Linked DNA regions of Sus scrofa: regions 2 and 3 are each linked to region 1. The links are chromatin contacts, called in public Hi-C maps. All regions are on one chromosome and are shown on one strand. The core of a region is the stretch at or near the end of the contact, and the rest is flanking DNA. Distances in the headings are between cores, read along the strand shown. Region 1 overlaps PDE4D (cAMP-specific 3',5'-cyclic phosphodiesterase 4D). Region 2 overlaps PDE4D (cAMP-specific 3',5'-cyclic phosphodiesterase 4D). Region 3 overlaps DEPDC1B (DEP domain-containing protein 1B).

What was found. Hi-C and Micro-C count contacts between places; a contact is called where the count stands out from the background.
Region 2: a Hi-C map of liver shows a contact between it and region 1, with 2.8 times the contacts expected there. The contact joins two enhancer-like sites. A contact is called at or near these places in 1 of 5 promoter capture datasets (liver) and 5 of 47 Hi-C or Micro-C datasets (liver and skeletal muscle).
Region 3: a contact with region 1 is called in a Hi-C map of fetal heart ventricle, with 2.5 times the contacts expected there. The contact joins two enhancer-like sites. A contact is called at or near these places in 3 of 47 Hi-C or Micro-C datasets (fetal heart ventricle, heart right ventricle and liver) and 1 of 2 datasets of contacts at active chromatin or transcription factors (skeletal muscle).

The regions. Positions count from the first base shown.
Region 1 is chr16:39,393,682-39,396,743 of Sscrofa11.1, forward strand. It overlaps PDE4D (cAMP-specific 3',5'-cyclic phosphodiesterase 4D), which reads right to left. Exons shown (of 19, transcript XM_021076868.1): 3 at 2,715-2,805. Among named protein-coding and RNA genes, the nearest start is that of PDE4D, 11 kb to the right of the region's middle. Within about 2 kb of position 1,645, at least 20 of the 83 cell types and tissues checked have an H3K27ac peak or open chromatin away from gene starts, as enhancers often do. A contact at or near this core is called in liver, where this site is marked.
Region 2 is chr16:39,297,990-39,301,051 of Sscrofa11.1, forward strand. The region is part of intron 3 of PDE4D (cAMP-specific 3',5'-cyclic phosphodiesterase 4D); the gene reads right to left. Among named protein-coding and RNA genes, the nearest start is that of MIR9800, 49 kb to the left of the region's middle. Within about 2 kb of position 1,537, at least 6 of the 83 cell types and tissues checked have an H3K27ac peak or open chromatin away from gene starts, as enhancers often do. A contact at or near this core is called in liver, where this site is marked.
Region 3 is chr16:39,467,882-39,470,943 of Sscrofa11.1, forward strand. It overlaps DEPDC1B (DEP domain-containing protein 1B), which reads right to left. Exons shown (of 11, transcript XM_003133987.6): 10 at 1,077-1,262. Among named protein-coding and RNA genes, the nearest start is that of PDE4D, 63 kb to the left of the region's middle. Within about 2 kb of position 1,615, at least 4 of the 83 cell types and tissues checked have an H3K27ac peak or open chromatin away from gene starts, as enhancers often do.

The DNA of each region.
Region 1 (3,062 bases), core at 395-2,894:
CTTCACTGTTTAAGAACAACCAGTTGACCTTTAAATATGCTGGTTTGAATCCAATTACCTTTCAACAAGCATGAAATCTGGCACAAGGCATCCAAACACACACCAGTTATTTTCATAGTGTACATGACTGAGCTCAGTGTCCTATTTCGAAAAAAAAATAATAAACACTCATTTTCCAAAAGCCGGACTCAGAGGTTGAGTGTCTCTGCTGGTAAGGATCGTCCTTGGGTAACTATCTCTCAAAGTGCTGTTGGAGGAGGCCTGTCCTGGAAAAAGCACTGATCCGCAAAGAAAATAACTTTTTCCTGTTGTTTAAATTCTATTTAATGAAATGGTTTCCCCCAGCTTCTGGTACATCAAAAGTAAAAGCAGCTGGGAAATAATGACTTATGCTGCTCAGTTAAGAACTCTGCATTCCATATATGTAAGAGAATAACCTTCCCCTCCTGGTGAAAGGGCAAAATGTGACTCCTCCTTTGAGGAAATGCATTCCAGTCCAGAGATTCAAAACCAAATCTTGAGTGTCTACTCCCCATTCTCTAGCTTTTTGAAAGCAATTCCCTTCCCATGAGGTTCTTTTAAAGGGGTGATATTCCCTCAGGTCTTCAGAACAGAATTCCATTTACAAAAATTCTGTTACAGGCTTCTTAAGAACAGACTGCATGGCTGCCCTCTCTGAAGGCCTGTGGCCACCAACCAGACAGCCTCTGGTCAACTGCAAAACAATATTCTTTATCACCTCCTTTATCCTCTACCTCACTCCTGCGTCTCATCCCACCCCATCTCTGTCAGCCAGTCCCATAGACTATTTACCCTCCCCTGGATCATATTGGTGATGTTTTGTTAGGACTGAGAGTACCTCTTTTTTACTTTTCATGGTTTTTAGGGCCGTACTGCAGGTATATGGAAGTTCCTGGGCTAGGGGTCAAAATGGAGCTACAGCTGTGAGCCTACGCCACAGCCACAGCATTGCAGGATCCAAGCCAAGTCTGCGATGTACACCACAGCTCATGGTAATGCTGGATCCTTAACCCACTGAGCAAGGCCAGGGATCGAACCCGCATCCTCATGAATACTAGTCAGATTTATTACCACTGAGCCACAACTGGAACTCCAGGACTGAGACTTCTAAGATGCCTTCTCAAATCTCAAAATCCTCCTCGCTCAGCATCTTTCTCCAGTGAGATTTCTGCTGACAAGGCCCATGTTTGCCAATCCCTCATTGCCGCAATATTTGGCTGCTCTCCTTCACACTCTGTCATCTGTCGGCCCAGAAAGATAGTGGTCAGGATCCCACAGCAGTGTGGGCAGTGGCCACAGGCCAGCACCCAGCACACCACCCTCCTGGCCACTTCTGCTCTGGGGCTGAGGAGGGAGGGGCTTGACACAAGAAGAGAGGGCACTGTCACAGTCTGCGTCAGGAAAACACTTACCAGCCCTGGAACAGAGGTCCCTTCCATTTACTATCTATCGAGACAACATGGTCACCTGAATAGTCCTGAGGACTCCTCTGAAATCAAAGGAACCCTCCCAGAGGCCTGGTGGAGCAGAGCCATTCGAGAAACATGCCAGGCACAGTGTACAGTCCAATACATCTTCCACAGGCCCCACTTGCTCTCCTATCCTAATTCTCACTCCATCCTAAGAAGCAGAGCTCCCTCACCAGCTTCATCTGAGCAGCTACAATTTCCAAGCCCTTTTCCTACCTCCAGGCCTGATGCATTATTAAAGTCCAGATACTCATCATCAGCCCCCAATTCTCAATTGATTCCCCACCCCCATCCACCTTGCCAATACCTGGGGAACAGGGAACAGCATAGTGTCTTCTTACTACCATCCTCAGCCCAACAACCAACAGGAAAACTCTCATCACCTGAATACAAGATGTGATGCACCACTAGGCCCACACCTGACATTTTTAGTTATTCTCCTCTCTTGCAATGACGCATCACACCATCCTAGAGTCTCTAACACAAAAGGAGTACCCAAGTCCCATATGCTTGGCAATTAGTCAACATTTTTTGTTTTATTAATCAGGGTCACGATTCCCTGGTTGATGAGATCTGTTCAGGCTTTCCTAGCTCAGCCACCACTTCCTCTCCTTTTGGTCAGCATCCTGCACTCTACAACTGCCACCAGAGAAGTAATGTGGTTTGGGGGAAGAGCATGAGAGACCTGAAGATAAAAGACTCAGGGTTCCGTTCCAGCACTGTTATGAACTGAGTGACTTTAGCCAAGTTGCTACAATTCACTGAAACCTCAGTCTCTCCCTCTGTAAAATGGGGATATAATAGCCACCTCACAGGGTGCTATGAAGGAAGCCGTGAGATAATAAAAGGGAACAAAACTTTGAATTATAAACAGAGAAAGAAGGAGAGAGGGGAGGAGGAAAAAAAACTGAAAAGTTCAGCCTCATTCTTTCACACTAGAGGTAAAATAAAATGTTCAGACAGGAAACCTGAATAAGATAATCCAAAGTACGATATTCTTAGGGAACTGTCAAAGAGAGAAGCTTCTTCACTCTCCCAATCTAGCCAAGAGCTCAGACTGAGCAGCGTGTTTTGACCCCCTGGGTGCACTAAAGCTTTGGGACCAACCCACAAGAAAAGACCAGAAGCTTTCCTCATTTCACCCCCTATAGCAGGAAGACAAGCGCAGCTGAAGGACAAACTTCAAGACTGGGGTGAGGCAAACACCTCAGACCACGAACTTACTTTAGCTCCTTGGCAGATTAACTTCGGGAGAAAATTCCAGCTTTGTGTTTCCTGCTTGGCCCCACTCAAATGGCAAGTTCTGCTTGGAGGCCTGAAATAGAAAACAGGAAGTCAACAGAAAGTGATTTTCCTAACTCCTCAAATGTGAATAACTGCATTTGTTATGGAAGAGAACTACCCTGAGGTGTAAACCTCCTTGGTGAAAGGAGGTCACGTGCCCATTGTGTACAAAAGACATCCTACTCGGGAAAGGAAAAAGGAAGGATCCATCTGCTTTCTTCCTTAATGAAGGAGGAAATCAGGGCTGGATTGACAGTGAAGTAAAGGCTACCAAGACTCTTCCCATCA
Region 2 (3,062 bases), core at 287-2,786, 96 kb before region 1:
AAGAAAAAAAAAAAAAAAAAAAAGGAGGAAGTAAGGAGTTCCCACTGTGGCACAGTAAATTAAGGTTCCAGCGATGCCACAGTTGTGGCTTGGATTCTGTCCCTGGCCTGGGAACTTCCATGGTGTGGCTGAAAAAAAAAAAAAAAAAGAGGAGGTAAGAGCCATGAGAGGTAGAGCACACATGTGTCATGATGCCAAGTGTGCGATCTCTGAACTCATGAGCCATCCAAGGGTAAAAGCAAACCAAATAGCAATGACACTGTGCTAATAGTTACTTAATGATCATCGTCATCAAAGTAAAGTTTATACTGATTATGTGCTTACTTTGGATTAATATTTTGGAAAATACTGCTGCTATTTCCTTGCCTTTCAAGTTAAAAGTGTCCTAGGACAGAAAGAAGTGGGAGCTAATACTCAGTATCTCACATTCAAAATGTGCCTTTGTGCAAGGCTTACTAGTGTATTGTCCTGAGAAAGAATTTCTAAATGCCTGTATCACGAACTTGAAGAATTCTCCCACAGTGAAGTGAAGACCTAACGCAGCAGAGTGTGGAGAAACCTCATCTTCATCCTCATCCCAGGGGCCCTGAGAGGAGAAAAAGCAGGGGAAAGAGCCAAGTGGTTAGAGAGTATCTGAAGGAATATCAGGGAGGTCTGGGAAAGCCTGACCCACCTCCTGTTTAGGACTCTAGGAAGACATGACCTCTCAGCTTGCTCTGTTCCAAAGTCCATAAGGAGGTGGTTAGGCAGAGAGACCACATGGAATGTAGCTTTCCTGAGCACCTCTTGGTTACCTGTGGGAACCATTGTTGTAGGGCTGGAACCCAGAGGGTTCACAGCTCCCTAAGGGGTCGAGGGGAAGAGGGGAATCAGAAAGTAGCTGAGCTGGCAGCCAGTATGCCAGCCTGGGGAGGAAAGAGGTGGTGCTTCTCAAAGGCTAGGTGTGGAGAGTCCACCCAGGGGCATCCAGCCTCTGTTCCTGAAGGGAGGCAGGGATTCAGAAAGCCTGTGATACCACTGAGAATGAGATGATGCAAGGCAAGCCAGGAGACTGCCAGACCCTAATCAACCCCAAAGATTCCTGAGTCCACGTTATACCAGCTCAAGTCTCAGCCAAGAATGGCAAGAAGCCACATGGCACATGGGAGTGAACCACATGCCTAAAGCTCTGGACTCTCCCTTCCACCAAGACTGCCTCAGCAGCACACACTCACATCTCATCTTGGAGAGGAGACTTGCAAAGGCTGGAAGACAGAGATTTCAAAGTCTGGGTACTTTTCCCTAGAGGCAGAGCTTTATCTAAAATCCATACAGCAGACTAAGATCAAAAACAACCTGGACATTCAGTTAATTTCTCTTCGAATCAGCAAGAGTTTGCTGAAGAGGAAGACCACATTAGTGAAAACCAAAATTAAGGAGCTATATGTTCTCTGCCCATCCAGATGTGTTAGGAGCTAAATCTGTGACTCATCACAAGTGCTTTATACATACCATCTCATTCAATCCTCAGAACCACCATTAGAAGCTGTCACTAAGAATCTCTTCCCCATTTTACAAGGGGAAGTTTAAACAAGCTGATGAAACTGACACAGCCCCCAAGTGACAGAGCCACCAAAGGTTTAAATAATTGACCACTGCAAGTGTTGCCTCACCATTCTTGGTCCAGGCTTCCTGGTAATGCAATGGCAGTGAGCATCCCAACTATATATGTGATTATTTAAAAACACAAGGCACTTACCATGGGAAAGGCAATGTTCTTACTGTTTTTTCCAATATGGATCCATTTAATCTTCTCACCAATCACATGATGTAGTTAGTATTATTACTCTCATTTTACATATGAGAACACTTGAGTTCAGCAAGTGCAATAATTTGCCTCAGGACAATTTTGCAGCTAATAAATGAAGGAACTGATATTTGAACCAAGACCACAGAGAATGAGAAATGAGCTACTGACTGCCTCACTGCTCAAAGAATCAGAAAATTTTAGAAATTCTAACTTTTTCAAGTCACAATGGTTCTAAGGTTGCAATAAAACTCATAATGGTTTAATCTTCATGGCTAATAAAAAGTAATATATTATCCCAGGGACACAAGGATACTTCAATATACACAAATCAATCAGTGTGATTCTCCACAGTATTAAAAAATTGAATAAAAACCACATGATCATTTCAATAGTTGCAGAAAAATCTTTTGATAAAATTCAACATCCATTTATGATAAAAATCATCCATAAAATGGGCACAGAGGGAACTTGCCTCAATATAATAAAAGCCATATATGACAAACCCACAGCTAACATCATACACAACCATGAAAAGCTGAAAGCTTTTCCTGAAAGGTCAGGAACAAGACAAGGGATGTCCACTACCACCACTTTTATTTGGCAGTTTTGGAGGTCCCAGTCATGGCAATCAGAGAAGAAAAAAATAAAAGGAATCCAAATTGGAAAAGAAGAAGTGAAACTGTTACTATTTGCAGATGACATGATACTATACATAAACAATCCCAAAGATGCTACCAGAAAACTGCTAGAGCTCATCAATGAATTTGGTAAAGTAGCAGGATAAAAAATATACAGAAATTTCTTGTATTTCTATACACTAATAACAAACTAGCACAAAGAGAAATTAAGGAAATATTCCCATGTACCAGCACATCAACAAGAACAAAGTATCTAGGAATAAACCTACCTAAAGAGGCAAAAGACCTGTACCCCAAAAACCATAAGACACTGATGAAAGAAACTGAAGATGACAAACATATGGAAAGATATAACATGTTCTTGGATCAGAAGAATCAATATTGTTAAAATTATCATACTACCAAGGGCAATCTATAGATTCAATGCAATTCCTATCACAATATCAATGCCATTTATATGGAAACACAAAAGACCCGAATAGCCAATACAATCTTGAAAAAGAAGAACAGAGTTGGAAGAATCACACTCCCTGACTCAGACTAAACTACAAAACAGTATGGTACCAACACAAAACCAGACATGTAGATCAATGGGAAAAGATTGAGAGCCCAGAAATAAACCTGTCAATTAAATC
Region 3 (3,062 bases), core at 365-2,864, 74 kb after region 1:
CTGCAACCTACACCACAGCTCACAGCATTGCCAGATCCTTAACCTACCGAGTGAGGCCAGAGATCAAACCCATGCCCTCATGGATGCTAGTCAGGTTCGTTAACCACAAACCACAATGGGAACTCCTAATTTGATCTAATCTTCAAGTAAACTTCTCATTTGGGTCATATTTCTTCAAATTTCTCCCCTGCAAACTATAAATATGCCTTCACCAGTAACTGACTTATTTTCTACTCAAAGAAAATTTGGGCCCAACGTTTCATCACTTCCCTGCTTCTCTAGCTCAGCCCCACCTGCTTCTGCCCAAGTAGAAGAGAAAAGATGCTGGTATACATTTCTTTTTGAAAAGCTTACAAAGAAGCAGTATGTTTTTCCTTTGATCCACACCACTGAACTCTTCTCCAAAATTACTATGAGAAAAATATTATGGGAATCTAGAATTGTGTATAATCTTATACATAAATATGATATGATCAGAAATCAAGTTATGCAGGATTCAGTCTTTAAATAGAAACACCATTCACTAGCTCTTAAAAGAATACTTTCAAAATGATCAAGGTAAACCAATTCTGAGTTGGAAACTAGTCTTTGAAACCCTAGTCCATGTTGCCTAATAGGAAATAAAAACTTCTAGTGATGTCTCAGGCAAGAAACCAATTTGATATTGATATCTAAAACCAAAGCATTTTAAATTCTGGACATTTTACATGTGTGAATTCAGTATGACATGCCTTTCAAAAAAATCAAAAGAAACCATCCTCATTTGATAGTTTCCCTGCATTTGAAGTAATTACTCCACTAACTCACGTCCTATCACATATCAAAACCAAGGACAAATATTAGAGAATGGCTTCACAAATGAAGAGTTCAATAATGGTAAAAGATCTACATCAGAGAATAAAGATCTGGAAAACAGACCACAGTTGTGTCAATTAATGAATTAAGTAATTTACTTTCAAAACTGCTATGTCTCAGAAGATGAGATTCATATGAAATCTATTAAAATAGAGAATAAAAAGGGAAAAATAACATAAGAACAGTAGGGAGAAGAAATGACTTATAAATATGCTTTTTACCTGCTTCAATTTTTTCTTCTTTTCTTTGCTGGAGAGTTTGGCATCTGTGATGACTTCCTCCAACAAGGCAGCCAGGGGTTCCTGAGAGCCGTATGCTCTTTGGTATTCAAATTCCTCTGGGCTAATTTGGCGGCAAAATGATGGAGCCGATAAAGTGATATCCATATCAGCTCCTGGGTATTTTATCTGAGGCAAAGGGATTATTAGTGAAAGTGCATGTTTACCAGTTCAGATCATATAGTATATCTCCCGGGAGAAACACTATGACATTCAACTTGATTGGGAAAAACTCTATACTGACAAGGAAAAGTGTTTCCATAACTTCATAAAAGAAAAAAAAAATGTAAAGTCACAGTTTTAAATATGAGTGTTTAATTTTTTTAACCCCAAAGCAATTTTCATAAACAAAAATCCTTGCATTCTCTTCTAATAAGATCTGAAATTTACACATAAACTAAGTATGTCGACTCAAGTGAGTGCAAACACACACTATGAAACTATGGAGGTTCCTTCACATCTGGAGAGTCTGATCCTCCCTCCCTTGGGGATAGAAAGAGGCACAGATTTAGCTCAGCTCCCATGCAGAAGGAAATACTGCACCCATCTCCACACATGTTAATAGTGTAAAACAACTGAAAACAAATGTGCAGACAATGTGTAGGACGAAAAGGAGAAGGGAGAAATAAGAGGGAAAAAGATACCGAGATTTGTAAATAAAGGCATCCATTAGAAATATTTAATTTCAGAGACCAAAAAGGACTGTCAGAGCCCTTTTCAGAAGACTCATCTTCTCAGAAATGCAGCATCTACTGTTCTTCTGCAGTGGGTAAAATTCCTACCATTACATTCATGTCTTTGGTTTACGTTTCTTTTTCCAGAAGCCACAGTTAAAAATAAATATGGTGCCAAGAAGGGTTATTACATGAAGTACATTCCATGCATCAACAACAGTGTACCCAGTCATTTAGAGATAACCTAAGGGAGATAGACCAGAACCATGAGTTAAAGGGGAACACACACAACCCTTTCTTTTTCATTTGAATTAGGAAATCTGGAAAAAGCTGAAAAGGGCCAGAATAAAGGATGAGGCCCAGGTAAAAACTAAGAGTCCGAACTAGGGCAAGAGAAAACCACTGGATACCTATGATTAAAGAGCACAAGAGGAAGAAGGGGGTCGCAGACAAGGTCAATAGAAGATTGGTGTCAAAACAATGCCAACCTCACTGTTTATCTAATCCAGGATCAGCCCTGGAACTGCCCCCAAACAACTCACCACAACAGTTCAAGTAACACTTCTTTTTTAGAGAGGCATCACCCTAAATGTGATATGATGAAGGGGCTCAGCAGCCTGTGCAAGGCTCCAGGCGCTAAAACAAACAAGCGTTTGGCAATTCTACTGAGTATGTATTTCTAAGAAAAAAATGTAACTGGACAATTGGGTAGTTAGAGATTTTATTCAGGGCTATGGCAGTGCCTGTTCATAAGATTGTACTGCTCTGCAGTTAAATCCATCATATGAGCTCAGCCTTCTGATATTCAACCAACAGTAAGGGGCTCACAGAGCCAAGTGTCTGCAACGGATGCCTGTGCCATGTGAATACACAAGCCTGGCAAAGACACAGACCAATGGACTCACCATTATCACCTCTCCTTGAAGAAATTTAGTGGTTTTTTTTAATGTTTTAAGTTTGGCTCATAAAATATCAGGGGAAGGTAGGGAGTTAAACTAAAACAACAGTAAGATTACACTTTATACCCATTAAAATGGCAAAGGGCAGTTAAGCTGTTACTGCTATGGAGAGTGTGTCACTACTGTGGTGCAGGTTTAATTCCTGACCTGGGAATTTCTGCATGCCATAGGCATGGCCAAAAAAATTAAATAAATAATAAAAATAAAATGGCAAAGATATGCACACTAATAATAAAAGTAGGCAAGGGTATAAAGAAATACACACTTTCTTTTTTTTTTGTCTTTTTGTCTTTTTG